2 separate regions of the Bicyclus anynana genome follow, and region 1 is linked to region 2. A link is a contact called in public Hi-C data. All regions are on one chromosome and are shown on one strand. The core of a region is the stretch at or near the end of the contact, and the rest is flanking DNA. Distances in the headings are between cores, read along the strand shown.

The links. A called contact is a pair of places that touch in the nucleus more often than the background predicts.
Region 1: a Hi-C map of whole larva shows a contact between it and region 2, with 4 times the contacts expected there. The contact joins the promoter of LOC112043921 here to the enhancer-like site in region 2. A contact is called at or near these places in 2 of 2 Hi-C or Micro-C datasets (whole body and whole larva).

Annotation. Positions count from the first base shown.
Region 1 is chr9:11,335,327-11,338,957 of ilBicAnyn1.1, reverse strand. LOC112043921 (hemicentin-2) reads left to right here and starts at 1,316. Exons shown (of 12, transcript XM_024079592.2): 1 at 1,316-1,701. The coding sequence starts at 1,650. It overlaps LOC112043922 (juvenile hormone esterase), which reads right to left and starts at 2,076. Exons shown (of 4, transcript XM_052883422.1): 1 at 1,744-2,076.
Region 2 is chr9:11,286,438-11,290,217 of ilBicAnyn1.1, reverse strand. LOC112043921 (hemicentin-2) reads left to right here. Exons shown (of 12, transcript XM_024079592.2): 5 at 670-1,824; 6 at 2,237-2,802. Among protein-coding and RNA genes, the nearest start is that of LOC112043917, 14 kb to the right of the region's middle. Within about 2 kb of position 2,342, at least 4 of the 8 cell types and tissues checked have open chromatin away from gene starts, as enhancers often do.

The sequences.
Region 1 (3,631 bases), core at 67-2,566, 50 kb before region 2:
TGAAATAAGTACCTGCCTAAACGTATTTTCATGCATGCACTTTTTACATAATATTCACATAGCTGGGACAATTATATTGATTTCGACTGATTAGAGTTTAATTTATTTATTCTTTTATTTATTTAAGCAAGGCGTTGGGGTTAGGATATTAATAATAGAATAGAACACAAAAATTGTGGTAATAGACCGGTTGACTATCGAACTAGATACAGACTGAGTAGGAAATATGAAGGGTGGTTAATAGGCTAGGTAACAGCACAGAAAGTCATTATTATTATTATTACAAATTAATTTCTAATTTTTCCCATACAAAAATCGGCTACCAATTAAAAACCAATCGGCTACAAATTAGGAACCATTTAAAAAACGCCACTTTAGCAGTTGCCAACCCCATTGAATGAAAATACCAGAATCAAGAATTTTCGTAAATAAATAAGTTGATGAGAACTTCATCTCATCGAGATGAAGCTACTCACGAAAAATTAACTTTATGGTAATCAGTTGTATAAAATGTTCAACGGATTCCGGTCTAAATCTTTCGCTGTTCTTATTTTGAAATAGTGAAAGAAAATTTTGATACTTACCCAGTAGGAGTGTGACGCTATCCGTTACAGATGTCTATGAGGATTTTATCATCCTGAGAAAAAAAGATCGAGAAAGAAGATATATCAAGAGTAGGATTGTGTTTGCATACGAATAACAAAGTTCAGGTGGATGAAGTCGCGGATTTCTAATAGCACTAACTTTATTTAAGGCATAATTTTACAGCAAATTTTTATTCGTGGTCATAGATTTAAAAAAATAATTAAATATTAGTGTACAGTCGAGCAGAAAAATGTTTTTATTTTTATGACACCCAAATTAATGGATTTAATGTTCTAAGTAATAACTTAATTTAAGTAAAACCTAATTCCAAATTGATTTGGAATTTAAATAAATTCGCATTTTAACAAAAAGAAGGATTCTTCGGATTCTGATTATTAATTATTATTATTACCTAATTAATGATAATGTTGTTATTCAATATTCAGCGTAATTTTTTTCATATACTTGTAAACATGAAGGGTACATCGTAAGATACGAGAATCCCAATAAATCAAATTCAACTTCATAACGTCTAATTCAAATATTTCTTTTTAGAATTATAGTGAAGTGAAGTTATGTTAAATTGAGGTACGGCTCTACGTATTGCTACCACTTTTCCAGACAAGACAACAGAAACTTAGATTCTATCTCAGTCTGTCTGCTATTGCCGTCTCTCTCGCACAAGTGAGCGAATGGTAGGACAAGCGCACGGCGCGCGGCGTGGCTTGACTGCATTCAATTCAGTTGTTAGCCAGCCTTGAGCTAACCGTCACTTTGAGTTACGTACGCGTTGTGTATTCGATATTCGCGACCAAGTGTTGTTTTTGATTCAACAATGAAACAAACACGATTATTAAAGTACATAACAAGCTAATGTGGTGGTGATAGTGGCGGTTGCTCAGTTGTTTTGTTTGTGTTAACAGACAAAACTTAGACATTCCTTATGTGAGTGAAGTGAGTTTGTTAAGTCGGAGTGAAATATTTGTTAAGTTGTGTTGCAAGATGTCTTCGAGGATGTGTTGAACCATATTGAAAATTGATTAGAAAGTTCCATCAGCGCCAACATGGGGACCCACCGGTTGCTTTCACCAGTTACTTGGCTGCTGATTTGTACAGGTAAGCCAACTTACTACTTAGCGAACTAAGTTGCCTACTTACTTTCTGACTCACGGCGCTCGCTCGCTCGCCGCCCGCAGCCGACGGATCAACAACTGGTTGTGAAACGTGTTTGTGTGTGTGTTGTGTTGTATTTTTGTATGGCTGTGTGTGTCACAGCCTAGCTGTTATATGCAGGTCGAGCTTTTTTTTTGAAGAATAAGGTATTCTGATCCTGAACTGATGTTATTAACAATAGAATATTGTTGAAACATCGGGTTGTTCTATTATTAATTGGTATTTTATTTATAATGAATCCCATTTTATTGAAATTATCTTAGAAGTGACTTTAAATGAAGTTGTTGTTTACTTTATTTCAAATTATAATTTTACTTAAATGAAAAAAATATATAACCTGTTATATTAATTTATTAATAAGAATTGAAAACAATGTAATATAATAATTTATTAATAAACATACATATAAAAGGTGTTTCAATGTTCAAATTCACAGATAAATTCAGTTCTACGAAAATCGAAACTTATTTGATTTTTTTTATTTCATTTAATCCAAAAGACTATAGAGATTAAAAAAATAAGAATAAAGGAAGTATTACTTTCTGTAATAAAAATTCTTGAAAAAACGCAAGTACGAAAAAAAGTTTGCTAAACATTTTAAGCATATTCAACTCTAACTACAATCGTTTAAGGACCATTTATCAAGCAGACGCATTTGTGATAGTATAAAAGAAAAGGCATAGCATTTAGCCCCTCTGATCTTTTGAATGCAATTTTTGCTTACCTGTGTGTAACTACCTACCTAGGAACTTTAAAGAGTATTATATTATAATTCATAATATTACTTACCTACTAGTTTAAAATTTTAAACAATAGAGATTATAAGTTAAACATAATAGGATATTTACCTACCAACCAACATGATGTACCTATATTTTTGGTAACAATTATTTTCCATTTAAATTACTAATATTGATATTTTACGAACAAGTTATATAATTATCATAAGCATAACTAAAATGCACTTTTGGATCTGTGGTGTGTGAATAAATTTAAACATACATGACATAGACACGAAAAACATAACCGTCCATCTGTCGCACTCGGGCAATACAGTTTAAGTAAAATAAAATTAAACTAAAACCGAATTTTAAAAATGTTAACACTTTTCTAAACGATTATATTTTTTTTCCTAAAGGCTAGTTTACACTATGCGGGTACGGTTTCTATTGCTCCTACTGGCATGTCATACCACTTGTATCGTGTCTCGGAGAGCACATTATAGTCTTTTTCAGATAGCATGGGTACGGTGACAGTTCGTTTCACTCTAGAAACCGCCAAGCGATTTAGCGTTCCGGTACGATGCCGTGTAGAAACCGAAAGGAGTGTGGATTTTCATCCTCCTCCTAACAAGTTAGCCCGCTTCTATCTTAGACTGCATCATCACTTACTATCAGGTGAGATTGTAGTCAAGGGCTAACTTGTAAATAATAATAATAATAAAAAAAAAAAAGAAAGTTTGCCGCGATTCACGATAATAGTACATATTATGAACGTCATAAGGTTATTATCACATCAGATCTGATAGTAGTCTGTTAACCAGCATCAAAGAAGCTGGCAGCAGCGTGGTAGGTCAAAGTCCTCCTCCTCTCCTACACGGACGGAGGTCTGGCTCTGCCTACCTTTGTTAAAAATATTGTGCATGTCATTGCCTACAGCAAAATAAACACGATCGAAAATCGAAAAAGAAATATTATTCAATGAGCCACCGATGAATGATAAATTTAAAAATTATAAATTTTCATATTAATTAGTACAGTAATTATTCCATGAGCTACTAAACTAATTATTGATAATAATTATTATTATTTAGGTACTAGCGGACCCGGTTAAGCTTCGCTTTGACTAATGTGCACTTCTTTCCTACCCGTAG
Region 2 (3,780 bases), core at 1,093-3,592:
ATTTCACGTGGGTATGATTTGTTTAGTTTTTAGGATAAGTTAGCCTAAGTTGCTTAGTGCATTCTTTCTCAATAAATAAAAAAGGGTAAAGAACTTTGAACTTTTTTGGTTGTTTTATTGTGGATTTATTTACCCAGAAAATGAATACACAAGAACACGAGGCGCGTAAACTTTGTAACACATGTATTGACTAACGGCATCTTATGTTTGTAAGATCGGTGTGAAATGTAAGCTACTGGCAGATGTGTTTATTTAAAAGAATGTTCAACTTCTTAAAGATGCAAACAATTTAAATAAAACTATCCGATAAATAAATATTCTTAAGTAGTCCTCCTAATTAAAGATGCAAACAATTTAAATAAAACTATCCGATAAATAAATATTCTTAAGTAGTCCTCCTAAAACTTTATGTTCTTTTGCTGGTTTGTTACCTACATACAAAAATACCTATCCATCATAAATATAAAGAGTCATATAACATACATATATGTATCTTAATATTATGAGGCAATTTACATTATACATATATACATTATGTATATAACTCGTAAATATTGTTTCGAAAATATTTTACCGTTTCTCATTTAAAGGTAAAGCCACATTAATTTTTTAATTAATTCTTACTCAAAGCTAGCAACAAACATTCAAAGAAATAAATTTTGTTCTCAGATTTCCCGCGCGTCGAAGTTGGTCCAGAAAACCCTCTACGCGTAGAGATTGATTTGACTGCAGAAATGGTGTGCAAAGTTGACGCCAAACCTAAAGTTAACACTGTTAGATGGACCAGAGATGGAAAGTACATTGCTAACTCGTTTAACCACATCATCCAAGGAGTAACAGTACAGGACGCTGGCAAATACATATGCAGCGCTGACAATGGCCTCGGGCATCCTGGTGAAAACGAAATATTCTTAGACGTCCTTTACCCTCCCAGTGTCACTGTAGACTCTAAGACTTACGAAGCTGAAGAAGGCGGTACTGTAGAAATTAGATGTGATGTTTCGTCTAATCCTGAACCTATATCAGTCGAATGGACTAGAGAAGGAAGAACAGATTTCCGTCAGAAAGGAAACATTTTATTATTGACAAGAGTGAACGCTGATACAGCAGGCACATATATCTGCAAAGCGGTAAATGTTATATCACCAAGCAGTGGCAATAAAGCAGAACGAACCGGAACTGCATCTGTGGCAGTACTTGTGCGACATAAGCCTGGTAGAGCTTACATCAGTCCCGATCATCCAATAGCTCAGGAAGGCGCGGGAGTAGTGTTAACGTGCAGCGCCAAACCTCCAGGCTGGCCTGTCCCTCAGTACCGCTGGTTCCGGGAAATTGAAACTGGTGATATAAAGTCGTCAGTGCTCGCTACAGGCAATAAATATACGATACCCAGTGCACATCTCGGCAGCGAGGGAATGTACCACTGCCAGGCGACCAATGAATTGGGACACAGTGAACTAGCCACAGTTAACCTGGAAGTGTACCAACCGCCACGATTCCAATCTAAACTACAACCTCACGTTATTAAAAACTCTGGTGAAAGAAACTATTCATTGACCTGCGTTGCACTTGGCAAACCTCTACCAAATGTGAAGTGGTATAAGAACAATGCTGAAATTCATCCTGATGCAAATTTGTACGAAGTCAAAACGGAAATAAATGAAAGTAGAAATGCAGTTTATAATATACAAAGTGTGCTCAGATTTCACGGAAAAGCCAGACCGAATGGTGATGACTTGCTACCAGCAGATAGAGGCGTATACTCGTGCTCTTTTGAAAATGAAGTCAAAAAAGTAGAGTCCTCCATGCAGTTACGAATTGAACGTGAGTATAAGATTTATATATGTATTTTTAATAACTTCCGTTAAATTAATGATTTATTCAAGTACCTACATAATGCAAATGAGATTGTTTTCAATGTTTGAGTGTTTGTTGATTCATCTGATCGGCTGATCGCTTGTTTTTTCCAAATTACTCATTTATAAAACGAGGTTACTTTCATTTCGGTTCCGCTATGACATCATGGTAAATGCAATATAGTGTACCTACCTCCATAATGACAGATATTTGTAACTTACTATGTTATATAATATTATTATCCATGTTGGTCCATATAAATAATCGACATGAGTTTCTTCTAGAACGACAATAATACAGTTCTGAATAAATTTATGGATGTAAGTACAAGTGACAAGGATCAATTTAACATATTGTAATAATTTTTTTGCAATTTCAGATGAGCCCATATCAATCGGGCAACAAAAGAAAGTCGCTTACGACCTAATGGAAAATGCGGAGATCTCATGCCGCGTACAAGCGTACCCCAAACCGGAATTCCAATGGTTTTACAGCTCGAACCCTGCGCCACTGCACATGTCATCAGACGGTCATTACGAGATCATAACCACGACAGACGAAAACGATTCATATTTGAGCATACTAGTGATTAGGAATGTGAAGCTACAAGACTACGGCGATTATTATTGCAAAGTGAAGAATTCTCTAGGAAACATTCGCCCACAAATTCGGCTTCAACCGAAAGGTGCGCCAGAACCGCCGAAGAATTTAGCCACTCAGAAGGTTGATGCGACATACGTGACATTGAAATGGGAAGAAGGGTTTAATGGTGGGTTGTCGAGTACGAAGTACTTCGTGCTGTATCGTCGTGTTAGGAACCCAGCCGGTGGTGAACACTGCGCAGCTGATCGAGACGATGAATTCGATTGGAAAGAATATGATTGTGGACGTGCGAACCCCTGTAACGTGACACGCCTTGAGCAACATAACTCATACTACTTCAAGGTATTTAGATTCACTGTAATTTTGCCACCTTAGTGTTGTAGCGTTCTGTGTGTTTCATTTCATAAAGAACTTCAAACCATTTATTGCATATGGAAAAGCTTTGACAAATACGTAGTGATTTATAGAAGAGAGATGTATTGATTGGATAATTGATTTTACATTTCACGTGTCATTGTACTGATTGCCAAAATCTTCTTTAAAAATGTATCGTCTAAGATAAATCATAGAAAAATGTCATTACATTCAATAATATCATTTTTATCACCTGTAAGCTTGTTCTTTTTTGCTCTATTAGTGTATTTAGTGATCACAAAGCTCATTTCTCTTTTTCTTTAACGCTACCAGCAGGTGACATATATTTTCAAGGTAAATCATTTTTAGTGTGCCTTTATAAGAACATTCATGTAGGTACTAGCTTCCTCACTGCCGCAATTTTTCATGTAGAAAATACCAATTTTATTTTAAACATAATCACTAGTAGCACCACGGAATGCAGTTATTACTTACGTAGTTCTTTTCATATCAAATGGTTTACATCAAATAAATTCTAGCATAATATGCTGAAAATCGGCGTTCTTTGGACCAAGTTCCAAAATTTGTGCTTCCAAATGCTTGATTCGTGCAGCACAAATATTGAGCTCTTTTTCAACGTGCCATACATAATAGTGTACTTTTTTGATGCTTCTGCTACATGTGTTTTTGTCTTGACACGCCCATGTGGACGAGGTATAAATTGTTATCTGTGGCACGGTTTTAATTTTATTTTCTTTCTTTCATATAGCTCTATAACTCTACACTATGGGGTCCAATAACTACAGCACCCCTTTGAATTATTATCGCACCCAACCCTGGCACAATTTTTTCGGTTAACTGAAGGAATAAACAGAGGGGGAGGTCATGTTGAAAAAAAGCCTTTTATTCTAAAACTAAACTATTACCTAAACCAATTTAAATTTATAATTTTTGTCTTAATATTTT